Linked DNA regions of Sus scrofa: region 2 is linked to region 1. Evidence: chromatin contacts called from public Hi-C data. All regions are on one chromosome and are shown on one strand. Each heading gives the region's core, a stretch centred on a gene start, on an enhancer-like site or on the middle of the called end of the contact. The rest is flanking DNA. Distances are from core to core; before and after follow the strand shown.

Region 1 (3,358 bases), core at 487-2,986:
TAACCACCGTGCCACGACAGGAACTCCTCCCCTGCTTTTTGGAAGGCAGGGTGGAAGGAACCATCAGCACTGCTTATATGGCAGGCCCAGCTTTGGTCCTTTCCCATTCACAACTCCTGGTGGCCCCTCACAATGATTTCCTGAAATGTTGCCCTTTCAACCTCATTTGAGATAAGGAAACTGAGGCACATCTTGTAAGTGGCAGAGTCTGGATGGGGACTACTGGCCAGGCAGCTCGGTGTGCGGTTAAGGGCAGATCTGGCGCCAGTCTGTCTGGGCTTGAATCAGGGCTGTGCTGCTCACCAGCTGTGTGACACCCCCTTCTCTGTCCCCTGGTTTTTTCCTAGGGATGGAAATAGTCTATCTTACAGGGTTGGACTAGGGAATGAGTTAGTCAATTATTTGTAATGCACTTAAAACAGTGCCTGGCACAATTCAAGTGCCATATAAGTGTTTTAAAAGTAAATAAACTGAAGGCTGTCTGACTCCAAAGCCAGTAATAGTGGAATTTCAGGCCTGTTTTTTGTTCTATCCCCTTATTATAGCAGCAGAATTAGACAAAGGCTAAACTTGGACTCTGAACAGGAAGAGAGACTTAGCTGCTGAGGCACCCACGGACTTCTTGCCCTGTCCACTGCGGGGTGGCCTTCCCCCCTCCCAATCGGGCCTGTCATCCCTGTCACACTGGCCTTCTGTGGATTCCATGACCTGCACCAAGCTCATTTCTACCTGAAGGCCTTTATACCCATCTGGAAATGTTTCTCCAGATTTTTGCATCGTTAACATCTTTCTTTCTCCTTCCTGTCACCTCACCACGTCATGTTGTCAGAAAAACCTTTCTTGATCATCAGTTGGGCTCTCATGCAAAACAGAAGGCAGGCTCATTTGGGGGTGCCTGAGGAGAGTTTATGAAGAGACCACTAGCAGGAAGTGGGCAGGCCAAAAATCAACATGGGATGGGGATGCCTTTGCTACCACTGGGCCTGGGGACACGCCGCCGTAGGACAAGAGGCGACAGAGCACCTCAGAGAACACAAACTGCAGCCTTCACTGGAGCGGTGCAGCCAAATCCTCCAGCCTTTTGCAGTAAGAGGGGGCATAAATATCCCCACTTCCCTCTCCTCCAGCCTGCAGACCTCCTGCCTCCTTCCGTTGAAGGGAACTTGGGCTCCCAGGTCCCTCCCACCGTGAAGGTGGAGAGACTATTTGAAGCTAGCCAATGTTCTCTTCCCAGGTCATAATTTCTCTTCTCTGCTTTTACCTTCTTAGCATCACTCTCCACAATTACCTTCTTTTGTTTGACCCCATTTTCTCTAGAATATAATTATTTTGAGGGCTAGGTCCTGGAGTCCTCCCTCCCTCTCGTTCTTTCTTTCTGTCATCCCTGGGTCCCCAGCGACTACTTCAGTGCCTGGCACACAGTAGGTGCACAAAAATGATGAGTTAAATTAATCAACAGACGGGGACACAGGTAGCGTGCCTGGAGAGAAAAAGGCTCATAAAGGTCGCTTATCTTTTTTGTTTTCCCCCTTCCAAAAAGATCAGGCGATTGAACATCCCTGGCACCAGGTTAGAGGGCTGCCCCTCTTGCCACCACTGCCGCTGCTGCGGCGCGTAGTGGGAGGGGACTGCAGGTGCGGGCGGCCACTGTCCTGCTGCGGCAGCACTAGCTCCCCAGGGACGCGTGCGCCGGGCTCGCTCGCCTCTCCCGGGACAGCCCGGCGCGGGGACGTGCGCGGGGCGGCTGGCCCGAGTCCCTGTCCCGGTCGCGTCGTGGGCAGGGAGGGAGACACCCAGTGCTCACTCTCGGTTATTTTTAGCCGGTGGCTGACACCCCGCCCGGGGCGGGGGGCGGAGCGGAGGTGGGGGTAGAGGGAGCTCCCGGCGCCTCGGCGCTCGCTCCCGCGGGGACTCGCGGCGCGGCCGAGCCGGGCGGCTCTGGGAACAGCTGCGGCGGCGTCCTCGGCGGCAGCGCGGCTCTCCGCGGGGACCTGCGCCGAGCGGAGGAGGGGCCGGCGGGGGAGGAGAGCCGGAGAACGGGCGGGCGGGAAGGGGCGGGGAGCGCGCTCCTGCGGCGGCAGCGGCGGCGGCGGCCGTCCTCATCCCGGCGGCCCAGCGCTCGAGTGGACGCGGGGCTTCGCAAATGGCTTGTCCCGCTCTCGGTCTGGAAGCTCTTCAGCCCTTGCAGCCCGAGCCGCCCCCCGAGCCCGCCTTCTCCGAGGCGCAGAAGTGGATCGAGGTAGGTGCCCGCGGCTGGCGGGCGGCCTTGCAGGGGCGCCCGGAGCCCCTGACCCGCGCACACACGGACGACAGGTCGAGCCTCGCCTCCCCCCACTTTCTTTTGCCAGCTGCGCCAGGTCACCCGCCAGGGCCTCGAGCGAGCTGTGATTCTCTGACGCTTTGGTACTGGCGACTTGGGTGAGGGTGGGCGCGAAGTGGGGACACTGCGCTCGCTGTGCATGTAGGGGGCAGGAAGCGGTCCTCTGCGCCTCCATCCCTCCTGCCCGCCAGCAGCGCAAATCTCAGCTCCTGCCGCTTCCAGGCGCTGCCACGGGAAGCGCAGTGCGAGCCCAAGCGCCGCAAAGGCGCATTAAGCGAGAGCCTCCGGAGTCCTTGCCGAGGCCGCATTTGGCGGGGGGCGGGGGAGAGGGCCTGCTCCACGTCCTATTCTGCCGGTTGGTGCCCCCTCCCTGCCCTTGGGAAGCAGAGCTGTGTATATCACCACGGAAGCGCGTACCCACTGGACCCTCGGGCTGTATTCTTGGCACTGGGTCAGGTGTGAGGCTGGCATAGCACAGAGGGCCGGGGAGCCTGCTAGACCCACCTGCGAAAGCGCCATCCGCGCAGACCAAACATCGGCAGCCCCTACTCCATCCGAGAGGCGGTGGGGCGGGCTCGCAGGGGCCGAGTACCGGGCCCCGTTGGCATATTTTACTTCTTAAATGACTCGGTGGCAGGCTAGGGAAATCACTGGAGCTCTCGGCTCAGTCCAGGAAGCGATCCCTGGGCGATCCTGATTCTCGATGTCTATCTGTAAATGCAGCTTGGTGGTCCTGTGCCCCTGAAAAGACGTGTCTGCGGGGGTCAGGACTCTTGCGGGGCGCGAGGGGGAAAGGTGACCCCCTGTGACCTGTGCAGTGAGCCTCTGTTTCCGCGGGCGGCCTTTCTTGAGGCTCAGCGGAAGGTGCATTTTGGCCCTCTTTCCTCAGGGACAAGCTGCTCTCCCTCCCTGGTAGTTTAAAGGAAGAGATGTACGGCTAAGTCATGATCTAGCAACGGTGAAGCATGTTAGTACTCAGACTTGTCACTTAACTGACACTCCGTGTGGCACCTCACATCTTGATGCTGCTGGAGTAAC
Region 2 (3,358 bases), core at 519-3,018, 75 kb after region 1:
CTCCCAGTTTACTTGTTTTAATACAGAGAGATAATGCCTTCTAATGGCTTCATGTCTGTAAAGGGTTGTGATGCCATGAATGGTCCCAGCCTTATGTTTTGCCCTGTTTCTCTTCCCATTGGCACAGTTTCTACCCTCATTTTCATTACTCTCTGGGGATCTCTTTCCTACCACCCTATCTCTATTTCTGTTACCTGCTACCTCTGTTACCTGCTGTTTTTAAACCAATTATATTGACTTCGAGTTCTTCATCCTGAAGACTGGTTGTCCATGGGACACTGGCTTGGACCACCAATTGCCAAACTCAAAAAACAGTTACCTACCAAGCACACTGCCTTTTTTTACCCATTCGTCATGTCACAGGCTTTTCTGGGATTCTGCCACATATGCAGACACTTAAATGTCTAGTTTCATGGCTGTTTCAGAGAATGGGGGTTTGTAGACAGCTGAGAGCTGGATGTCTGAGGTGCTGCTGTTTTTAGGAACATTTATGTCCATGTGAATAGTTTCGATCTGAAACCGCGCCTAACTATGAAATCTGAGAGAGTGAAAAGATTCCTATAAAATTCCAGGTGAGTCTGAGGTCTTTTTATGGTATGCATATAAAAAGGGTTTTTCTACATTCTTCTGTGTAATAGCGAAAGATGTATTTCATATTGATGTTTCACAGGAGATGTTAGTGAAATTTATGAATCATAACCATATCCTGGTCATTTTACTTTAGAAATATTACCTGCTTAGAGTAATTCTGGTAACTCAGTCTTTTGAAGGTTCCCTACATATGACTGCCTTCTACAGTGGAGGAGAGGTTTGGAAAGGGTTGTTTTCTTGGTGCAAAGGATCTAATATGTACTGCAGTTGGCGCCACACAGAATTGTCATTTCCTGGCAGGGGCTGTCCCCTTTAGACTTGGAGTTGGCACAGAAACATCATTGCTTAAGAGAGCCAGCCCATTCCTGAGTGCAGTTTGACAGGTCTTTGTAAACAAACTCCTTCAGCCTTGTTGAAATAAGGGACCATCTCAGCCCTCCCAGGTACAGTTCACAGTTATTGAGCAATTGTTGGCTTCCCTTTCATCTAAAATCATCATTGCAGGTAGGATGCTGGGTTACAAATTGCATCCACCTATACTCTTGGTACACAAAAGCACACCTGCCTGATGTTTTCTATGACATTCCAATGAGCTCGCACCTCTCATGAAGATGTGGCGAGTCAGGCTCCGCCCCCAATGCCTCGCCCAGTTCCCGGGCACAGAAAGCGGAGTGCCGTTCACACTGGGGGAATCAATGGATGAATGAGTTTTGATACCTCGAGCTTCCGATTGAGCATCAAAGAAAGGGGCCAGACCTCATTTATTTTACATCTGAGCCTTTCTTGGACAGTTTGGGGAGAGAGAGGTTTTGACACTGATGGCTTGAGATCATTGGAATCTTTGGAGCCTTTCCATTGCCCCTCCTGCTCTTTTCCTCTTTCTACCATGAACTGTCTGGGGTCTTCCTGTCTGCGCTATTCATTTCTCCGGACTCACGGGAAGGCCCTGTCATGGGCATTTTAAGTACTGCATGGATTTTGTCCTCAAAGTAAAGCTTCCTTTGCCAGCTCACACATGATGGATTTTGTTTTCCTCCTGCCCGAGGGTCAAGAGAGTGAGCATTTTTGTATTTATCAGTCTGCCTGGCCATTTCCTCCCTCCTCCCCTGCTGCCCTCTCCCTGTCTTGTGCAAGAACTCAGTGGGTCCGGTGCAGTGACCTCCTCGGGGTCAGACCCAATTCTGGAAGCCTTTGTGTGCTCATTTCCTTAAATAAGTGGAAGGTAAAATGTTTGAAAGCAGGGCAGCTGTGGGCTGTTCCAAAACATTGATGCTGGTTGTTTGTTTTTCTGGATTTTAACAAAGGAGTTTTTTGCCAGAAGACCTTTGCACTCCTGCTCATACCACCACCACCCCCCAAGGTACAAAAATACATAGCAAAAATAAAACAGAAGCCAGACTTAGGGCTATCTTACCAAAACAGGACTCCTTCCTTCTTTAGACTGTACAAACAAATGAGTTCCCCAGTTAAGTTTCAATCAATCATTCCTGATGAATTCAGTGCAAGTTTGGCTTTATCTTTAACTCAGACCACATTGTCTAGTCCTTGGGGCTTAGCTCTGTTTTCTCACCTTGTTTACCCACCAAATGGTGAGTCCCTTTGGAAAAAAAGAATAGTTTACTGTTGGGTTCCACCCCACCCCCCACCTTCCCGTGTGTTCAGCAGTTAGAAAAAAAATCTCTCTGAAATGTGTGCAGGGGGATAATAAGCCGTTTTCCTTGGGTGGTCTTAACAGCTCCATGGCTAGATTGCTCTGAAATTGAGATTCTCAAAGGTGACCTCTTGATGGGGCAGGGGGACTGCTGACTTTCTAACCTTTGGGAGGGAAGGGGACACAGCAGTGGGGGAGACAGCGTGGAGGAGCGGTAAAGAACAGAATTCTGAGGCCTTGAATCTTGGCTCTGCCTCTTCCCAAAAGAGGACCTTGGGCAAGTCCCTTAGCCTCCATGCCCTAGCAGGGTAATGGGAGCGCAGGTAATAGTCCTCAGGCCATATTATAGTGATTGAAGGACTTAGCATGTCTTAGGCACTTAGAACAGAGCCTGACACTTAGTAACTGTGTTTCTTAGAGAAAGTAAAAAGAACTGGAGGTGGGATAATGCCAGGACAAATTGGCGTCAAGAACTCCAGGGGAGGGGATTGATTTCAAATAAGAGATAATTGGCGGGAATAAAAGTGGCAGAGACAGCCAGTAATTGAGGAGCCAAAGGTAGACAATAGGGAGTTCCCTTTGTGGCTCAGTGGCTAACGAACCCGACTGGGATCCATGAGGTGGTGGGTTCCATCCCTGGCCTTGCTCAGTGGGTTAAGGATCTGGCATTGCCACGAGCTATGGTGTAGACTGCAGATGCAGCTCCAATTCGACCCCTAGCCTGGGAACTTCCACATGCTGCAGGTGCAGCCCTAAAATGCCAAACAACAACAACAATAAAAATGAAAAATAAAAAAAAGGTAGACAATAAGGTGACTATCTGGAGACACTAAGCGGCTTCTAGCTATTCAGGTGTGCGACCTCAAGCAAGTCGCTTAACCTCCCCATGTGTAAAAGATGACAGTCTTTTAGGTTCATTGCAACTCCAGAAATCCAAGGACCTAGCGTCCATGGTTAGTGATGTCCTAGGAGCCGAAGCTGGAGCATGGTTTCACGTAGGGTCAAGGAAAGATGATAGAGTTTACACCCGGTGTCTGAGCCATTTTCAGAGTGTGACTGTGAAGAAAGCATCACTGTGGGAAAGGCTGAGACCTGGAGGCATGGGGTTGAATGGCG

The links. A called contact is a pair of places that touch in the nucleus more often than the background predicts.
Region 2: a Hi-C map of liver shows a contact between it and region 1, with 1.7 times the contacts expected there. The contact joins the enhancer-like site here to the promoter of LIMCH1 in region 1. A contact is called at or near these places in 1 of 5 promoter capture datasets (liver), 4 of 47 Hi-C or Micro-C datasets (fetal heart ventricle, liver and psoas muscle) and 1 of 2 datasets of contacts at active chromatin or transcription factors (skeletal muscle).

The regions. Positions count from the first base shown.
Region 1 is chr8:32,431,299-32,434,656 of Sscrofa11.1, forward strand. LIMCH1 (LIM and calponin homology domains-containing protein 1) reads left to right here and starts at 1,737. Exons shown (of 35, transcript XM_021101157.1): 1 at 1,737-2,239. The coding sequence starts at 2,144.
Region 2 is chr8:32,506,188-32,509,545 of Sscrofa11.1, forward strand. The region is part of intron 1 of LIMCH1 (LIM and calponin homology domains-containing protein 1); the gene reads left to right. Among named protein-coding and RNA genes, the nearest start is that of LIMCH1, 75 kb to the left of the region's middle. Within about 2 kb of position 1,769, at least 9 of the 83 cell types and tissues checked have an H3K27ac peak or open chromatin away from gene starts, as enhancers often do. A contact at or near this core is called in liver, where this site is marked.